Regions from separate parts of the Sus scrofa genome. Here region 1 is linked to region 2. The links are chromatin contacts, called in public HiChIP or PLAC-seq maps. All regions are on one chromosome and are shown on one strand. The core of a region is the stretch at or near the end of the contact, and the rest is flanking DNA. Distances in the headings are between cores, read along the strand shown. Region 1 holds the start of DIABLO (diablo, IAP-binding mitochondrial protein). Region 2 holds the start of ZCCHC8 (zinc finger CCHC-type containing 8).

Evidence for each region. HiChIP or PLAC-seq counts read pairs in DNA pulled down with a chosen protein or histone mark.
Region 1: a contact with region 2 is called in an H3K27ac HiChIP or PLAC-seq map of alveolar macrophages. The contact joins the promoter of DIABLO here to the promoter of ZCCHC8 in region 2. A contact is called at or near these places in 1 of 5 promoter capture datasets (fetal skeletal muscle), 1 of 47 Hi-C or Micro-C datasets (brain) and 1 of 2 datasets of contacts at active chromatin or transcription factors (alveolar macrophages).

The regions. Positions count from the first base shown.
Region 1 is chr14:30,495,209-30,500,187 of Sscrofa11.1, forward strand. It overlaps DIABLO (diablo, IAP-binding mitochondrial protein), which reads left to right and starts at 3,677. Exons shown (of 6, transcript NM_001190216.1): 1 at 3,677-3,779; 2 at 4,804-4,930. The coding sequence starts at 3,730. It also overlaps a transcript of VPS33A not described here.
Region 2 is chr14:30,262,310-30,267,689 of Sscrofa11.1, forward strand. ZCCHC8 (zinc finger CCHC-type containing 8) reads left to right here and starts at 2,214. Exons shown (of 15, transcript NM_001190154.1): 1 at 2,214-2,429; 2 at 3,684-3,726. The coding sequence starts at 2,231.

The sequences.
Region 1 (4,979 bases), core at 2,427-4,926, 230 kb after region 2:
ATGTGATCGTCCACCACAGCTCTGCCCTCAACTGCAAGTGGGTTATGGTTAATCTGACATGCAGTCTGTTTCTTGCTCTCGCCTGTAACCAGCAGGAAGTGTTTGTATTCAGCAGAGTTGAACTCAAGAGGAAATACTTTTAAAATGCCAGAACGAGGAGTTCCCGTGTGGCTCAGTGGGTTAAGGAGCCAGCGTCACTGCAGCTGCCGTGGCACAGATTTGATCCATGGCCTGGAAACTTCCATTTGCTGCAGGAATGGGGCAAAAAAAAAAAAAAAAATTAAATACCAGAATGGGGAGTTCCCATTTTGGCACAGCAGAAACAAACCCAATTAGTATCCATGAAGATACAGGTTCAATCCCTGGCCTTACTCAGTGGGCATCTGGTGTTGCCATCAGCTGTAGTGTAGGTCACAGGTTCAGCTCAGATCCTGTATTGCTGTCGCTGTGGTGTAAGCTGCCAGCTGTAACTCCGATTCGACCACTAGCCTGGGAACTTCCATATGCTGGGGTACAGCTCTAATAAATAAATAAGTAAATAAATAAATAAAATACCAGAATGAACTGCCAGGAAGAGGAGCCATGATCAAGATGGCAAGACAGAAATACAGGCATCAATAGACTGAATTATGAACAGACTGAATTATACTATAGAGCCTGGTGTATTCAGCCATATCATTTGACAATGAGGTACTATAGAAAACAGGATGCCTTTTTGTCGGGCTAACAATCAGAAAAAGGCAGTAATGGAGCTCCTGTCGTGGCTCATCAGTTTCCTGACATGGTTTCCGAGAAGATGCAGGTTCAATCCCTGGCCTCACTCAGTGGGTTAAGGATCTGGCATTGCTGCTGCAGTGTAGATTGCAGATGTGGCTCGGATTTGACCCCCAGCCTGGGAATTTCCATATGCTGCCAGTGAAGCTGTAAAAAGAAAAAGCAGTAATATAAAATTTCTGATTCTCTTATTTCTAAATGAATGCATGTGAACTTCAAGCTACATAATATTTCTCAGCTTCAGTTAACTCCGCTGCTGTAAAATACCCCAAACTGGGTGGTGACTAGAGGCTGCAAAGGCTGGAACACATAACTGCCTTGTGATATCCATTTGAAGGATGTGAGAGTTAAAGGGGAACAGTATCAGGGCTATTTTTAATAGCCTTCATCTGTTACTTTGGTGAGGGTATAAACCTCGCCATGCTTTCTTTCCCGTGACTTGGCAGGACACAGAACCCTCCAGATAACCAGTTCTCTGGGGGAGCAATTACTACTCACTGGCTTCCTGCGCAGCTTGATAATGTTCTGCTCCTGTTTTCAGCCCGGCTCCAGCGGGGCAGTGATTCGATAATAAGAGATCCTGATCAAATTAAAGAGCCATTTGCTCTTCTGGATGATGATGTTGATAAAAGGGTTGATGTCCACACTGCCTGTTTTTTTTTTTTGTTTGTTTGTTTGTTTTAAGGTCAAAACATAGTCTAACTATAAACTACTACAAAAAAACATAAGCAGCATAAAGTTTGCACTGTCTTTTCCCTTCACTGTTACTTCTGGGAAAGGGTCTGTTCTTTACTGGCTCAAATACTGATTGGCTTTTGCGTTGCATTTAAGTTGAAAATTGCAAGTGGGCACATTGGGAAGGCGACTGTGTAATGAGTCTCTAAACCGCTCAACTCTTAGTAGAAGCACTCAAGTGCTTTTCTTCTCTTGCTCTGTCTCACACACACACAGGAATGCTCGAACTTGCATGTTTTTTAAGACAACAGCTTTTGCTTTAGTTGGGCAATCTTAAGTGAATGTTTTATGTACCGTGGTTCTTGTCTGAGACTCTAGGATGGGACTTCTTTTAGCGGGAGTAAGAAAAGCATTTGGACTATGTCCCATCTGCAGTGTTTAGGAAAAAAGACAAGAGAGGCGTGAAATGCCCCCTAGTGTGCCCCTTGCTCAGCCCATCTAAGTCCGGAGCTTTTTGGGGAACCTCAGAGCTCTGGGGACCGTGATGGTGACACAGGCAGAGGGTGTGCAGAGTTGCCAGCTTCCGAACTGGCCTGGGATCGCCTGTGCGCAGCTCCCTGATAGCTCAGGGACCACGTGGAGATTGTGATTGGTCTCTAGACCACACCTAGTTGGTGAGAGCAGCTGCTGCCTGAAAATCCCTCAGCTCTACTGACATCACTGGAAAGTGCACACAAGCCTACCTTCAGACACCAGACCAGAGAGGGACCGTGGAGCTGCCCTGGTGGAGGAGCCGTTCAAACTTTGTTGAGTGAGTGAAATGGGGAGAGGGGGATGCTGGTGGCTGGCATTGAGGGGAGCTGGGCAGGGCAGCAGTGGAGGTAAAGAACTGGTTTGTGATTGTTACCATCTGATTCCATCTGTGGTGGAAGAGATGGGGCTGGAGCAGGTGCACAAGAGCCCGATGGGGAAGGAGATGAGCCCAGAATCCAATTGATACCCACCTCTTGGCACTCTGATCCTGGCTGGCCAGAAGGGCAAGCATGCCTGGCCACAAAGCAGGGATCCTCAGACTCGTGTGTACTAATAAGCCTTGGGGCTAGAGGTATTGCAGGGGGGGCTGCTTTCTTTTCTTCCCCTCCCAAGCAGTGCCGACAGCCAGGGGTGCAGCTTGAGTGATGGCAAAAGCAAGCTTTATTCCACCAGCCCATTAGCAGCACTCACAACATTAAAAATGCAGGAGGTGGATGGGAAGAGAAGGCTGAGGATGAAGACCAGTGCAGCGGCGGCGGGGGGTGGGGGGGGGCTGGTAACAACCAGGCTTCTCTCCTCTAAGCCCAGGTCCAGGTCGGGAGCAGAAGAATGAGGGGAACTTTCAGTTTAAAAGAATTCTGTAGTGTAAATACAGTGTCCAGTGATTGCTATGAAGAAAATCAGCACTTTGGGTTTTCTTCACCTTAAGAAAAGTGTTTACTCTTTAGAGGGCCGGGACCTAGTCTAGCCCCCTGTATCCTCAGTGCCTAAACAGTGCCTGGCTCAGCAGCGCTTGTTCAGTGTCCAGCAGAGGGTGGGCAAGGGAGGGAACCATCCTCTTTGCGTGCTCAGGGTCTCCCGGGTGCCCCTGCCCGCAGGTCCTCGGGCCTCCCGCGCAGGGCGATGCCGGCCTCGTCCACCATCCACGTGCTGCAGCTGCTGCGAGAGCTGCTGGCCTTCGTGCTCCTCAGCTACACCGTGCTCATCGGGGCGCTGCTACTGGCCGGTTGGACCACCTACTTCCTGGTGCTGAAGTGACAGCGCCGCATCCCAGCTCCCCGCCCCTCCCGCCCCCAGTCGCCTACGCCACCCTTCCCCCCCACCCCCACCCCCGCCGTCCCGGAGCTGCTCGTTCTGTGGCCTCTGTCCTGCCGGACCCGCAAGGCTGACTAACGAGAGAATCCTCCGCCTCACGGCCGGGCCGGGGCTGCCTCTCGAGGAGAAGCCCCGGGCCCCGATTCAACCACCCCTCAGGACAGCCGACTTCGCTCCGTCTGCTCCGTGCCCTCAGGCCCAGAGTCCGCCCAGCCAGAAGCGGAAGCTCGGGCGGTTGGGTGTTCTGCGAGGCCGTTACAGCCGTTACCCTCAGCCCCGCCCTTTCCTCCCCGTCTGTCCAATCCCGACTGCGTCACGGGGTGGGGGCGTGACCATGGGCCCAGGCCCACCCAAGTAGCGCCCGCGCCCCGCCCCCGGCTCACGAGGTGGCGTCACTTCCGACGTGTGCGTCCGGCGTCCGCCTTCCGCGGGATGGCGGCTCTGCGGAGTTGGCTGTCGCGGAACGTAGCTTTCTTCTTCAGGTACCGCTACGGTTGTATAGGAGGTCAGGGTCGAACCAAGAGAGTTGATGCTGAGAGCGCCGTGACCGACCGCAGCCCCGGCCCTACGGGCGAGCAGTTTCCTTTTCGGCCGAGCGGGTCACGGCGTCCCGCCTCTCTCGGCCGAAGACGTCCCGCCTCTGCCCGGGTCCGGAGGTCTCCCGCTTGCTGGGCTAGGCCCGGGCTTCCTCTCTTCCCGGCGGCTTTTTCGTCATTCCACCTACTGAAAGCGAATTTCCCCAACCTTGGGCTTTCTTTTAGGGGGCTCAAGGTTTGCCCGCGAAGTGACTCCCGTTGGCGCATCGAAGTCAATGGGGAGAGTAGAGGGAGAGCCCCGGGCAGGCGGCAGACCTGGAGGAAGTTTTCCCTGAGGGCAGAGGAACCCCAGGAACAGAGTCTCCCTGCGAGTCCTGTTCCCTACGGCCTCTAGGCTCCTCTCTCAGTGCCTGCGAGCTCCAGGTGTTGTGTCTCAGGGAGCATGAGACACCTTGCAGCCTAGGGTAGAGGACCAGACTTAATCTTCCCTGTAGAAAGCATTTTAGTATGAGATTTTTAAAAGCTTTGAGACACCTTTTAAACGTTCACACCTGGTACCTCTTAAACTCTGAAATCTTTCAGCCCGCATTCCCGCACGGTCATGGTTCTCAGGAGCCAAGTAGCGGTTGCTGATTTCTGCGAGTCCGGGCCTTTCCTGTCCACCACCCTCCCCTTCCCACGGAAGGCCATCCTACATCGTCATTTAAGTTCCACCGTGGCCCGAGTTTGAGTTTCCAACCCCTGCAGATAAATTGAAAAGATTTTTACAGATTGGTGGTTGTGCGGGCTCCTGCCATGGCACGGTGGGTTAAGAATCCGACTGCTGCAGCTCAGGTTGCTGCGGAGGCACGAGTTCAATCCTTGGCCCAGAAACTTACATATGCCACAGATGTGGCCATTTAAAAAAAAACAAAACAAAAACAAAACAGATCGGTGGTTGTGCCTTATTAAATTTGACTTCTGTTTCTAGGTACAGACAATGTGTTCCAGTCGTGGCTAACCTTAAGAAGCGCTGTTTCTCAGAACTGATAAGACCATGGCACAAAACTGTGGTGGTTGGACTTGGGGTAACCCTTTGTGCAGTTCCTATTGCACAGGTAAACTGTCTTGTCACTCAGTGTTTCTTGTTTTAGTGTATTGTGTCTT
Region 2 (5,380 bases), core at 964-3,463:
AGGCGTATGGGCAATTGTTAACTTGTATAATTAAACTTCAAGAAGCAGTTATTAGAGGCCTGGGGCCTGGGAAGTTAACAGCTTGGCTCAATTGGAAATGAGTTTCAGTTTATAGGGAAGATACTTCACAGTTTTTATGTGCTTAAACTTTTTCCTAGCTGCTATGAAAGCTGTGCTTTCAGTTTCAAAGTCTCATATTCCATGATGGCTTTTATGTAACAGGAACATAAGTTGCTATCCAAGAGATACCTCAAAGACATGGTAGGTAGGTAAACAAGAAGATAAGACTACTCTATTTGAGGCAAGTTATGATAAACTGTGTGAGAGCAATTGGCTTTGAGGGTAAGATTACCAAATTGAAAGATGAGGTGATTTGGGTGATGATAGGTTGTGATTAAAATTAGAAAACTTAAATACCATGTAAGAAGTAGGCTGGCAGAAGATAGCAGAAATTAATTTGTTATATATCATTCCAAGTTAAGAGTTTCACAGGTGAAAAGTTGATTTAAGTATGTACTTAAATATAATTTCTCTGGGACTCAGTTCTCCCACTGGCCATTCATCAATTTCTGTAGTCTTACCCTTCTCAATTCCAGTCCTATAGAAAGTCCTAGACTTTCCACTCTTCATTATACAGTCTCATTCTCTAGATAACAGTTGTATTTACTAACCTTGAGATCATACTTTGGGGGGGGGAGCTTACTCGAATATCTAGCTGCCTAATATACACCTTTACTAGGGCCTAAAATTTTACCTTCAATTTACCAGTAAAACAGTGCTTCAAAAATTTCTTCCACTATTCAAGTTACTCATCTGTTTTAGGATAAAATTATCTCAAGGTACATCATAGTCAAAATTGAACTCACTCTTGGCTTCCAAACCTGGTCAACATATGTTGTTCTCTATCTCTAGTAATCATTTATTCAAGTTTGTTAAGTCAGATCCTGGCAAATAATTCACAACCCTTTCCTCTCCTTCCCCATAACCCTTGAGTTATCTCTGTTCTTTATTTTTCAAATATCCTCTATTAAATACCAACTCTCCACCACTTGCCACTACCTAATCTAACATTTGTTGATTTTATTACAAAAATCTATTCCATCTGTCTCCTAGACTGCCACCAATTCTTTTCCTACCATGCAATCAGGACCATCCTATCAAAATGTAAATTTGTAGCTCACAGACACACCACCTGTTTAAAATGCTTACCAATTTGGGGATGGGAAGAATGAATATGCCTAATATGGTCTCTGAGTACTGGCCTAATTAACGTTCCACCCCGGGCCTCCTCTTGCTCCACTCTGCCTTTTCATACGGAATTTTTTTCCTTTTTTTTTTTTTTTTTTTTTTTCTTTTTAGGGCCACACTTAACAGCATATGAAATTCCCAGGTTAGGAGTTGAATTGGGGCTGTAGCCGCCTATACCACAGCCACAGAAATGCCGGATCTTTAATCCACTGAGCAAGGCCAGGGACCAAACCTTTCATTCTCATTCTCATGGATGCTAGTCGGGTTCGTTACTGTTGAGCCACAAGAGGAACTCCCTATTTTGCTCACTCTTGCATTCTCAGCTCCTAGAACAGTACCTGGCACACTGAATGTGGTAAATAAATGTTACTGAATGAATGGGTGATTGAAGGAGAAACCACCAAAAGCCACAACAGACAAAGCTAAAGTAACCTAAAGCTTGAGCTTCATGGAAAAAAAAAAAAAAAAAAAAAAAAAAAAACCAACCAACTGAAGTAGCTTCTCCAAGATTACAAATGTATCCTATGGCAAAGCTGGAGTTCCTTATTCTCTAGTTTGGCACGCAACCACAACATGTGATAAACCATGCATCGTGCTCTGATTTTTTTCAGCCTTAGATACATAACAGGGACAACTCGTAACATTTTGATCTAGTTGGGCTTTCTTCACGTTTTAAAAGGACCAATCCCAGTATGCAGTGCAAACAATGAGTTAACAGTCGCTTAGAAACCACATGTCCCAGCATGCCATGCTTCGGAGCAATCTCAGAGGTGGGTCTGAGGAAACGCCGTTGCATTCTGGGAGTTGTAGTCTCACAGGACTGGCCCGCCCCTTGTGCAGCTCCGGCGGCCTACGTTTAGGAGGAAACCCTACTGGGTGGCTTAGATCGGCCGGAGCCGGGAGAGCGGTGCCGCCCAACAACCTTGGCCGCCGGCCGGGTGGCCAGCTCCGCCTCTTCTCGTGTCTTTTCCCACAGCCCAAAATGGCGGCGGAGGTGGATTTTGGCGATCTAGAGCTGTTCGAGGCGTTTGACCACGCCGAGGAGTCGATTCCGAAGCCCGTTCACACCCGCTTCAAGGAAGACGACGGCGACGAGGAGGATGAGAATGGAGTCGGCGACGCGGAGCTCCGGGAACGGCTTCGGCAGTGCGAGGAAACCGTCGAGCAGCTCCGCGCCGAGAATATCCTTCCCCTCGCTGGGCCGTGTCACCCGGGCGTGTGGTGGGTGCGGTGCCGGGAAGAGCGCGGGCGGAAATTCCACCAGGGCCAGAACTCAGGCTGAGAATCTAGGGTTCAGATTGCGTAAACTGTCCCCCAGGCCTCGGCGCGGGACCTCTCCCTTAGTGGGATGCGTCTCCTGGACTTGATTCGCGCCTCCCGCCCCCCCCCCCCAATTCCGGGGCCGGATTTTAGGGTTATTTCGGACAGTTTCAACTGTTAAATTGTAGGCTCTTCACCACTTGTCTTCCTCTCTTTGGAATCACTACCCGACTTCATTTTCTGCAGCCCAGCTAAAGTTGATGAAGCCGTGTTATAGTTAGGAGATACCGGCTGTTTAGACTTTGGCGCAGATCTGTCTTTCCAGTGGGGCAGAAGTGAGGGGTCCTGGGATGTAGAGTCGGGGCCCTTAAGGGTTCGAAGCGCGGAAAGAAAAATGGTTAATTGCTTGAAGAACATTGAGGATTCATTTTAAAGTTCTTCCACTTTAAAATAGCTTCCGTGGTGAAGATGTATTGCAAAGGTTTAGAGAAGACGCGCCAAATCAGTTTCCGTTTGTCTTTAGTTTACAGCCTTTCTAGCAAGATGTGTGACTGTTTTTTCACATTCTTAGAGGGTTTTTGTTTTGTTTTACTATTCATACAGATAACTTTGGTTCAGGTAGTTTTGCTAATGGAAAGATCCCTGAAAGCGGTTGGTAAATCATCTTTTAAGGTTTAAGAGGTCATTTTTTATAATGCCTTTTTCCTCAACATTTTATTATGAGAAATTTCAAAATACAGGAAAGTTGAAAGGATTTTACAGTGATCTTTACAGAGTCCATCCTAGCTTATTAGGTCCTTAACAGTGTCTTATGCTGCATGTACTTTATTTGAATAATCATGATGCTGCTGACTTGGACAATTATCTTTAGTGAGTGGCTGTTTAACTTCTGACAGGACACCGTTGTCTGAATAACGTTTTTGGTTGTCTGTTAGTCTCTTTTGAACTGCATGAACCTGCCTTAGAAAGATCACGTTTAAAAGGATGAAAATGATGTTTTAGTTTTTAGGTCCTGTTACCTAGCCCTGCAACAAAGCAGGTCAGCAAGTGTGTCATCCTCAAAATATTTGTCTTTTAACTTTCCTAACATTGATACCAAAAGTAAGATTAGTAGTTGAAGTTTATGATCTTCATATTTGTATTTACTGAGGGCTTACTCCTTAACAAGGAATAACATCAGGAACTTAAAAGAAAATTGAACATTCTCACTCGACCAAGGTATGAGATCTTGAAATGGCACTTTAGTTGTCCTTTGTTTTTTTATCCTGGTATTAATATTTAATTAGTTTTTTTTTTTTTTGTAAAAAGAAGGTTTAGAAATTTTGTATCATTTTTATTTGTTCAATATATGCTGAAGAAATCAGAGTAATGATCCTTTATTTTTAATTTATTAGGGAAAACTTGAACTGCTTTCAAACAAAGTAGAAAGGATAGTACAATCATAAGTTTAAATTATAACTGCTTGAAACTTGAAACTGACTTATTGGGTGAAAATATTTATGAAACACAAACTGGAAATATTTGCCTTAATGTTCAGAACAGACAGGTTATCAACCCAGCTGTTCCTATTCACCAAACATTTCTGGGAGGTTAGAATTAAGATTACAGTATTAATCTAGGTGTAGATTTATTCATACAATTTAAGTGTGTTCATAAGTGGAAATAATGCAAGATATAGAATTCTTTTTTTTTTTTTTTTTTTTTTAATTTTCTTAGGGCCATATCTGCAGCATATAGAAGTTCCCACGCTAGAGGTCAAATCAGAGCTACATGTGCTGACCTACACCGCAGCCACATCAACACCAGATTCAAGCTGTGTCTGTGACCTACACTGAGCTTGTGGCAACTCTGGATCCTTAACCCACTGAGTAAGGCCAGGGATTAAACCCCCATCCTCATGGATACTAGTTGGGTTCATTTCCGCTAAGCCATAACGGGACTCCAAGATACAGAATTTTAGAAGAGAAGGTAGTTGCTTTTGAAAAAAGTACAGTGAGTAAATTTAACATAATTTAATAGCTCACTAAACCTAAAACATTTGTTAAAGTACAAATTTATTACATAGAATGGTATTTTGAGGCTTTCAGAATTTGAGTGTGCCATGATGCAGTTTCATATGGACTTTTTTGTCCCTGGTACCAGCTGAAGTAACTGGCTACATTAGTAACTAAAACTTCAGATTTTTAGAATTTAGGCATATCTTAGAATATGTCCAAAGAATAATTTCCCTGTGCCATACCTTCCTTCCTCTATTTGAGCACCCCCTTTTTTTTTTTTAAAGTGCTGCACCCGAGGCATATGGAAGTTCCCAGGCTAGGGGTCAAATCAGATCTGTAGCCACCGGCCTACACCACAGCCACAGCAACACCAGATCCTTAACCCACTAAACAAGGCCAGGGGTTGAACCTGCGTCCTCATGGATGCTAGTCAGATTTGTTTCTGCTGAGCCATGACAGGAATTCCATTATTTGAGCACACTTTGTGGATCTACATTCATTTGGTATTAGGTAGTAAATGAAATGTAACTAGGATTTCTAAAAATTTACAATTTTTATGTATGTGAAAATATTTTATTTAGACAACCACATGCTTTAAATATTAAATATTTATAAAGTTATAATTACCTGAGTTCAAATGATTATAGCAGCATCACAGCCTTTGCCAGTTTATAAGAAGCAATAATTAGTATCATGAAAAAGGAATTTTTTCTTCAGAATTAGTGCCTTCCATATTGTCAGACCTACAAAGCATTCTACGGAAAACCAATGCAGAAAGAAAAAAGATTTTTTAGAAAATATTTGTACCCCAAGTCTCTTGATTTAACCCTTATTTTTGGAACCTTCGTGATCAGAAGTACACATTGTGCTTTGTT